Linked DNA regions of Mus musculus: all the other regions are linked to region 3. A link is a contact called in public Hi-C and Micro-C data. All regions are on one chromosome and are shown on one strand. Each heading gives the region's core, a stretch centred on a gene start, on an enhancer-like site or on the middle of the called end of the contact. The rest is flanking DNA. Distances are from core to core; before and after follow the strand shown. Region 1 has its middle 150 kb from the start of Trp63. Region 2 has its middle 59 kb from the start of Trp63. Region 3 overlaps Trp63 (transformation related protein 63).

Region 1 (2,700 bases), core at 171-2,670, 250 kb after region 3:
TGGAAAGGAAAATCCAGTTCTATTTTCTTTTAGAATCAGGGTCTCAAAAATCAGATCCCAGTTTTCTAATAAATGAAATGTTTTATCCTTTGCAAATCAGACAAGAAGACCCATGGGGTTTACCCATGAGAAGCAGGAAGCCCTGCCAAAATTCCAACCAGCTCTGCACACTTTCTGGGCATCTGCCGAGGACCAGGGCTGATGCCAAGTGTTCTGGGGCACAGAGTTGAGTAAGTCATGGTCATTGCTCTCATATTCAGTGCTGAAAGCAGGGACACATTCAAGCAACCGGATCCCAAAGCCGGCTGTGATAAGTGTTATCTTAGATCCCTGGAGGAGACAGGTCACACGACTGGAATAGCATGAAGTCAGGCCTGCAGCTGAGGGCATGCTGTTATTTAGGAACCCTATCAGGTTCATCTCACCACTTGGCAATGACCCCCAATCCCTGCAGTTTCTTGTCCTGAGTGTGCTGGGTCAGGGCACTTCCATCTGCCTCTCCTGGAGTCTCCTGTTAAGGCTACTGGTGTTTGAGGGTGCTTAATGAGAGTGAGAAAGACTTGTCCCATTTTTCTTTGTAAAGTTTCTAAGCTCACTGGCACTATGGGGAAATGGCCCATTTAGAAGTAGCTCTCTTTTCTTCTCTCCTAACATGTCATGAGGGCTGCCAAACTCTGGAGGCCCAGTATTTTATTCATCCAGAAAGTGAATGAAGCCGAAAATGTCTTCTTAATCTCATTTGGTTTTGCCCTAGTTGTTTGACTGTCTTTTTCCCTGTCTGGAACTGGGCAGTGCCAGCAGACAGGGACCCCCTGATTTAACACTTGATCTCTTAGAACACCTACCAGAAGCTTCAGCAAATGAAACAGCTCAGTGCTCTTGTACTGAATTCAGCCTTGATGCTGTCCTGTAAGCTCACGCCCATTTCCAAAGTGGCTGCCAAGTTTTCCAAAGGGTCTTTAAACCTGGATTTAAAACTGAAAGGAAAGAAATAGGACCTTCCTCTACCAGATAGTATATCATTTTTGAGGTTGTTTAAAATATGAAGCGTAAGGAAGTAATTAATTTGGATGGTAAAAAGGAATAAAGGCTTAATAGGAAGTCGGAGGTTTGACCTGGACACTGTGTCTGTAACCTCTAAAAGCTTCGTTCGGCTCGTTCTGAGAACGGTTCTTCTTTTTGAGGGACCTGTTCCCTTATATACACTTATTCTTTGCACTCTCTACAATAAGGGCAATAATGATCTATGGGTTTATAGTTCATAAAGGATTGATTATATACAACACAAAGATAAGCCCACCCTTTCAATGTAACAGTGCCATGACCAAGACCTATTTAAACAGAAGGTAAACTGAAGCCGAGGAGTGCTCCACTCCAGACTTGCTTTAAGGCAGGACTGACCTCTATGGCTGACTATCCTATGAGTCAGATGCCTGTGGTGTAACTGAGACGCAAAAGAAGTGCTGTGGCTTTGGAATGGGCAGCTCTCTGATCTGAAGAGATCCAAGAAAGCCACAAGTTTGGGCTTCTGCTCAGGGTTTTCAGTGCAAGCAGAGTTCAAGGAAATCTTCCTGCTTCTTTGCCCTTCAGTCTTCACTGCCGACTGCTCCTGTTCACCCATGGCCCAACTCACCTCTCAATAGCAACAGTGAATCATCAACTCAGAAAGAAAACACAGAGTTGGAGTTGCAGCTCGTGTCTTGCTAGTTTAATTAACTCTCAGCTGTATCCATGAAGGTCAACTAGACCCACACCTCAGATCACAATGACCTCTGTGGCTTTCTAAGTCAGGCTACATGCCTTTATAACTTGACTCTATCATCCTGTTTTCCCTTCATGACTCCTACAGCTGATCAATGACAAAGTCTGAGACATCCTGCTCCTGTGGTAGATATAACCCAATGAAATTTATATCTCTAAGTAAATTATATCATGTACTTGGACATAGACATTAACATTTTTTCATTGACTTGGGAAGAAACAGGCTCTTGTGGAGCTTAGGCTGACCTTGAACTCACTGTATATGTAAGGTAGACCTTCAGTTCCAAATGCTTTTACCTCCTAAATGCTGGGATTAAAAGTGTGTTCCACAATACCTGGCATCCTTTATTATCTACTCTCTGGACTATTTCATAGGCTTGTGCTCCTTTCTATTCACTTGACATTCCTGAAGTTCAGACACACTCTGGCTCTTGTTGCCTCTCACCCGTCTCTCTGTTTAAACACCGGGGCCCAAGGCGCTCTGTAATCTGACTTCATCAACCAGCCTGGGTATATTGTTTTCCCACTTTGTGGACTATGTTATTTATGCAAACCTGCCCCCACATACACACATGCCTTTCAAACCTTGATAACTTAGTGCTGCTATCCTAGTTCTCCATGTTTCATTCAAACATAACTCCATTTTCACCAATACAACTTAAATGAGAGCTCTCCCATTACATATTGACTAGGCTACATATCTGTTCATTTTCTGATCACCACAGGCTATTGTAGTTTCCTCCTAGGGTAAGGCACTCATATTATATTACCTAATTTGATCAGTTCTATACTTCTGGTAGACTCTCAGAAATGAGGACTCTCCTTTGCTCGAGGACTTCATCATTGGTGGATAAGAGGCAACTGAGATACACCGAAACGAAAAGTATCAACAACACTCAGCCAGTTTGAGAGAAAATGGGCCGATCAGTGGCGAAGCAG
Region 2 (2,859 bases), core at 325-2,824, 160 kb after region 3:
GGTAGGGCAAATTGTAGGTTGAAGGTTTTGTGTCTGTTTTCCACTGGAAATCTTGCCTTATTGTAGGAGATGGCCAGTTCAGGCTTTGTATCCCCCTTTACTAGGATTTTTAGCTAGGGTCACCCCAATAAATTCCCATGAGTTTCAATTGCACCGGGTTTGAAACCAGAGGCCAGATGGCCCAGAGACCTATGATAGAACCAAACATGGTTGACAAAAAATTTAAAATTAAATTTTAAAAATACATTAAATAAATAAACATAAATAAATAAATGAAATTATGCCTGGAAATATTTTGCTTTACTCATAGATTGATGTCTAACCCGACTGTCATCAAGGTGCTTCATGCTGTAACTGATGGAAACAGATGCAGAGACCCACAGCCAAACATTAGGTGGAGCTTGGGGAATCCTGAGGATGAGAGAGAGAAAGGATTGGAGGAGGCAGAGGGATCAGGGGCACTATAAGAAAACCCACAGAATCAATTAACCCGGACTCATTAGAGTTTCCTGAGACTGAACTGACAATCAGGAAGCCTGTACTGGTCTAATGTAGGCCCTGTGTATATATGTTATAGCTGTGGAGCTTGGTGTTTTTGTAGGACTCCTAGCAGAGGGGACAGGGGCTCTTTCTGACTCCTTTCCCTTGTCCTCTTACTCAGTTGCCCAAGCCAGCCTCAATTTGAGGAAGGTGAGTAATCTTATTGCAACTTGAGATACCACATTTGGTTGATATCCGAGAAAGGGAGTGGATAGGAGGGAAGATGTAGAGGACAGAGGGATGTAGGATAAACTGCAGTTAGGATGCAATATGTGAGACAATAAATTCATACTAAAAGGTTGAGTTCTTTCATGAGTAGCCCTTATAGTAGTGGTTCTCAGCCTTCCTAATGCTGTGACTCTTTAATACAGTTCCTCCTGGTGTGGTGATCCCCAACCATAACATTATTTTTTTGTTTTGACTTCATAATATTAATTTTGCTACTGTTATGAATTGCAATGTAAAGATCTGTTATGCAGGATATCTGCTATAGAAAAACCCCAAGGGAGGTCACAACCCACAGATTAAGCACTACTGCAGTACATTGTATTGATGTATCTGAGCAATACCCTGAAATTGATGCCAGTGTCTGTTTTTTATAAATGAGAGAACCACAGCTCAAGGTTGAGGGACTCCTTTAACTGAAAGGGCCTGAGAGTCCAAACAGGTTCTTCTTCCTATTGGAAAGCCTGAGGCTTTCCCTCTTAGTGTAACAGCTTACATGCACTCCACTGATCTCTGCACATGGGGATGGAGAAAGAGGAGGTTACACAGCTCATTCTACATCAGAGAAGTCAAAGAAAAGTTAGGGCTTCCCTGTCGCTACAGGACATGGTGTGACATGCCTTTGCTCATCACATGGAAGCATTCCTAGTTGCTCAGAAACACCAGCATCACAGCCTCATTCCACGACAATAAGTTTGTTCCTCACTCTCCAACCTGTGTCTGTCTGAAGCTAGGCTCCTCCCTAGGACTGCTCTTGCCTTCCAAGCTTTGCCCCTGCTTGTCTAAATACAGACCCAGAGCTCACTCACTGCTGCCCAGCCCAGGATTTTGCAATCAATCCCCCTTGGGTCTTTTGAGGAGTCATACTTCCTCCTGGGGCTGTCCCTGAAATTCATCAAAGTCTGTTTCCCCTGGCTGAGCAGTAACAGAGTCCCCTGAGCTTTTGGCTAAGATTCACACATTCAAAGAGATTATTGAAATAAGTCCCAGCAAATCACCAATATGGGAGGCCTGGTATAGGAAAACCCATAAAAGTCTTGTTGCAACCATTATCAACACATTTCACCTACCTTCCTTTTCCACATGCCAATTGCCCAATATGCATTTCATTTTGGAGTCACACATGTACTGAAGGGAAAATTTGGCACTACCCTTTCATTCCCCAGGGCCTGGCAGGGTTTATGTACAACCTATAATTCACTCACTGTTCAGGATGCATTGCACTGAGACAGCCATTTCAGGAGAGGGATGGTTTCTTCACCTTGGCTAAGTTCATGACAAGAAAACAGAATGCTGGCTCTGAGCTAGCCTCAACAGGACCACACTGGCCTTCCTTCCTCTATGGATTAATAGAGATATATCTAGAAGCTTTTAACAGCAGCTCATCATTAGTTTCTCCAGGGCCTTAGTTTAGAAAGAAAAAAAAAGTGACAATGTAGAGTAGAATTTAGACAGATTTGTAGATTTAGTCAGAAGCATAAGACAGAATCAGAACTCATAGAACAAGCCAAAGGCAAAACAATACAAACTCTGAGAATGCATAGCAATAAAACATTCAGAGAAGGAGCACGTAAAACATAATCATCAAGCATGGTCCCTCCTACCTGACTAACATCTTCAGTAAAGTGGAAAAGAACCTAAAAGTATCATCAGGAGGAACTGGACCATTGTCCTTTTGTAACACAGAAGGCTGTGTTGAATTCTTGTCTCTGAAGCAAAGTGGAAACTGGGACGTATTACCATCTTCCCTCTAATGACAAACAATCTATGTGACCCTTCATTGCTTGAGAAACATTAGTCAAAGTCTACATCCTCAATCCTTGCGAATCTGTCAGATTCCAGGGCCTTTGGAAATCATGGCGGTCATTTCTATAGAAACACCAAGTATGTGAGTAGACTTCTTAAGAAAGAGTTGAGCTGCTCTTCATGAAATGTATCTAGATTGAATCCAAAAACTACATGCATGAAGTATATTGAGGAATGAAAGTTGTGTCGGGAGGTAGAGACCAGACATGATTGAAAAGAGGGTAGTCCGAAATGATGAGGTTCACTTAGAATAGACTGTACTCACAAGAAAGATTGAAGGTCAGCCTT
Region 3 (2,700 bases), core at 26-2,525:
TGGCTCCCACTGGCCTGTGGCTCACCAGGCAGGCTACACTGGCTATCTGGTGAGGCCTGAAGGCTGTCCTGTCTTTAGGCTCCCAGCACAGATCTCTAGCACATGCTACCACCGCCAGTTTTGTAGGTGGGTACTGGGGATCAAGTTCAGATCTTCACACTTGTGGAACCAACAAACCTCTCCCCAGCTTGACATTTTTCCTGTGATCAGAGAATGAACCGGATGACATTTTTCCCCCCTTGCTTCCCTCTAAGAGAATTAGAAGGCAGAAGCTTCTATTTAGTAATTACAGAGTTAAAGGCCAGGATGCTGGGGAGGTTAAATCTGGTGACCTTTGAGATCGTCTCTAACCCAAAGAGTTCTATAATTACACAGATACAGACACACTCACACGGACACACTCACTCGCCAGAGCTAGCAAAACAAACAAACAAAATTCAATAAATGGACATGATAAGTAAGCAGTGTTTTTTAATTAGGTATTTTCCTCATTTACATTTCCAATGCTATCCCAAAAGTCCCCCCCACACTCCCCTACCCACCCACTCCCACTTTTTGGCCCTGGCATTCCCCTGTACTGGGGCATATAAAGTTGTAAGCAGTGTCTTTAATGTCAGTGTCACTTAGTGTTCAATGTCTTAGCCTCCAGAAAATCATTCTCCCTGTGAAATAAAGAGGAAACTTACCAAATGACCTAATAACATTTGGGTCTGGCTGGGTTCTCCAGTTCTCCTGGGAATTGACCTCTGATTTGTGAGTCCTAGTCTACCTATAAGGAAATAATTGTTGGTTTGGTGATGTATCAGATCGTCTGAATTTCCAAGATGTGTACAAAATTAAGATGCTCTGGCATCTCTAATGAGGTCCGTCAACCCTGCTAACACAGCTTCTCGTCATGACTTCTTGCAGCCACAGTAGCTTGAAGCTGTCTGACACATTTACTGTCTAAAGACTCACCTAAAATAAGATTCCCAAGGAAGAATTTGGAGGAGTGAAAAAATAAATCAATGCAAGAATGAGAATTGCTTAGAGAGAATGATTCTGACACAACAAGAGGGGATTAATTAACATACAGGAAGGATGCCTCACTTGCTAACACTGAGAGTTTTTGTTTGCTTGATTTTTTCCCCCGAGTTACACATTGTGGAGGAAAGTGCATATAGAAAAACATTACATCAAGATCAAGATAACTTTCAGAGGTATTGCTTCATCTTACTTTGACTCAGCTTCCCAGAAAAAGAAAAAAAAAAATATCACTGCTGGTAGTTTTTGGAACATCTTGTCCTCATTTAAAAAGCAGGAGAGCAGGAGTTGAGTATGAGCAGAGGTGAAGCTTTTCCGTGATGTGAGGGGCCTTGATGCTTTCAGATACAGCAAGCTTTAGCTGCTCAGCGAGACTGCAAGTGCACACCCAAACTACTATCTCCTCGTTACCCACGTCTCTGCTTATTCTTCCCTGGAAGCCCACTTCTGTCTGCAGTAACAGTCATGTCTCTGGCATCCTGTCTTACTACAAAGGGAGGATTGGATGTCCTGCTTAGCCTTCTTGAAAGGGCAGACTTGTAAAAAACTAGATCATTTTACCACCAAGGCTGGGGAAGGATGGATGGAGATATATATATATATATATATATATATATATATATATATCGGCTATAGACATATATATATGCTCGGCTATTTTATATATATATATATAATATATATATACTCGGCTATTACAGCCCAAGTCTTGGAAATGAAGCAGAGATTCATTGCACTTTGTCATGAAGCACGGCAGTCTAGGCATCAAATTTAGCATTGAATAAACACTAAATATCTGAGAGGGAAGGTCTTACAAAATGACTGGTAGTATGATATTCATATTATTGCTGAGGGAGGGTTAGCTTTAAGAAATAAAACACAGATGCATGGTTTTAAAGGACAGACCCTACATTCAGAGACCTGGTCATCTGGCTGGCTCATTCATCGGTTGGCTGTATACTCTTGGGCTGCACCCTTCCTTTACTGTGCATCTGTGTCTTTATTAGTAAAAAGTTCACATGCCAGCCCATCTTCCCCTTCCATCCTGGCCCTGTCATCCTGAGAGAGAGGGTGAGCTTATGTGACCTGGTTTTCCAGTAAATTCAAAATAGGTGCTCTGCTTGGAAGGCTAAAATTTGGGTCACAGACCAGAAGTAAATTAGCTGAATATCTCAATGAATTCCTAGACTTATTATTACATAGTTTGTTTACTTAACTGTCATCAAAGGAATGCTTCCAAACCCTTATGATTTGACATGCAAACATGAGCAACATCTGTCACTATCACACTCAAGCAAACTGGGTTTCTGATGTGCTCTCAGTCCTACTGAGGATGATCATCCCACTAAAACAACAGGCAGGCAGACAAACGTTAAATGGGGAATTATCCATCAAAGAAGTTAAGCAGTTCACCAACTTCCCGGATGTTGTTGGGAGCTGACCTGATTCACAGCACAGACAATGTCTAGACCTTTCGCCCATGGGCAAGGATTTTGCAGATAAGTGAGAGATCAGCCAAAGAAACCTTTAGCAGTTCTTGGTCATACTGGTCTTCTACCAAGGAGTTTTATATAAATATGTACTGTTATAAAAGAAAAAGCAGTCAGATCAGTAATTACAATGGTGAAAGTTTTAAGACCAACCCAGTGATCTCAAAAGACTTCTGCCCTGCTTTCT

What was found. A called contact is a pair of places that touch in the nucleus more often than the background predicts.
Region 1: a contact with region 3 is called in a Micro-C map of brown adipocytes, with 2.2 times the contacts expected there. The contact joins two enhancer-like sites. A contact is called at or near these places in 2 of 484 Hi-C or Micro-C datasets (3T3-L1-derived adipocytes and brown adipocytes) and 1 of 9 other capture datasets (embryonic stem cells).
Region 2: a contact with region 3 is called in a Hi-C map of 3T3-L1-derived adipocytes, with 5 times the contacts expected there. The contact joins two enhancer-like sites. A contact is called at or near these places in 3 of 484 Hi-C or Micro-C datasets (3T3-L1-derived adipocytes, cortical neurons and epidermal suprabasal cells).

What each region holds. Positions count from the first base shown.
Region 1 is chr16:25,530,906-25,533,605 of GRCm38.p6, reverse strand. No RefSeq gene overlaps it. Among named protein-coding and RNA genes, the nearest start is that of Trp63, 150 kb to the left of the region's middle. Within about 2 kb of position 1,420, at least 86 of the 459 cell types and tissues checked have an H3K27ac peak or open chromatin away from gene starts, as enhancers often do. A contact at or near this core is called in 3T3-L1-derived adipocytes and brown adipocytes, where this site is marked.
Region 2 is chr16:25,623,181-25,626,039 of GRCm38.p6, reverse strand. No RefSeq gene overlaps it. Among named protein-coding and RNA genes, the nearest start is that of Trp63, 59 kb to the left of the region's middle. Within about 2 kb of position 1,574, at least 30 of the 459 cell types and tissues checked have an H3K27ac peak or open chromatin away from gene starts, as enhancers often do. A contact at or near this core is called in 3T3-L1-derived adipocytes, where this site is marked.
Region 3 is chr16:25,785,221-25,787,920 of GRCm38.p6, reverse strand. The region is part of intron 3 of Trp63 (transformation related protein 63); the gene reads right to left. Among named protein-coding and RNA genes, the nearest start is that of Gm24928, 84 kb to the right of the region's middle. Within about 2 kb of position 1,275, at least 15 of the 459 cell types and tissues checked have an H3K27ac peak or open chromatin away from gene starts, as enhancers often do. A contact at or near this core is called in 3T3-L1-derived adipocytes and brown adipocytes, where this site is marked.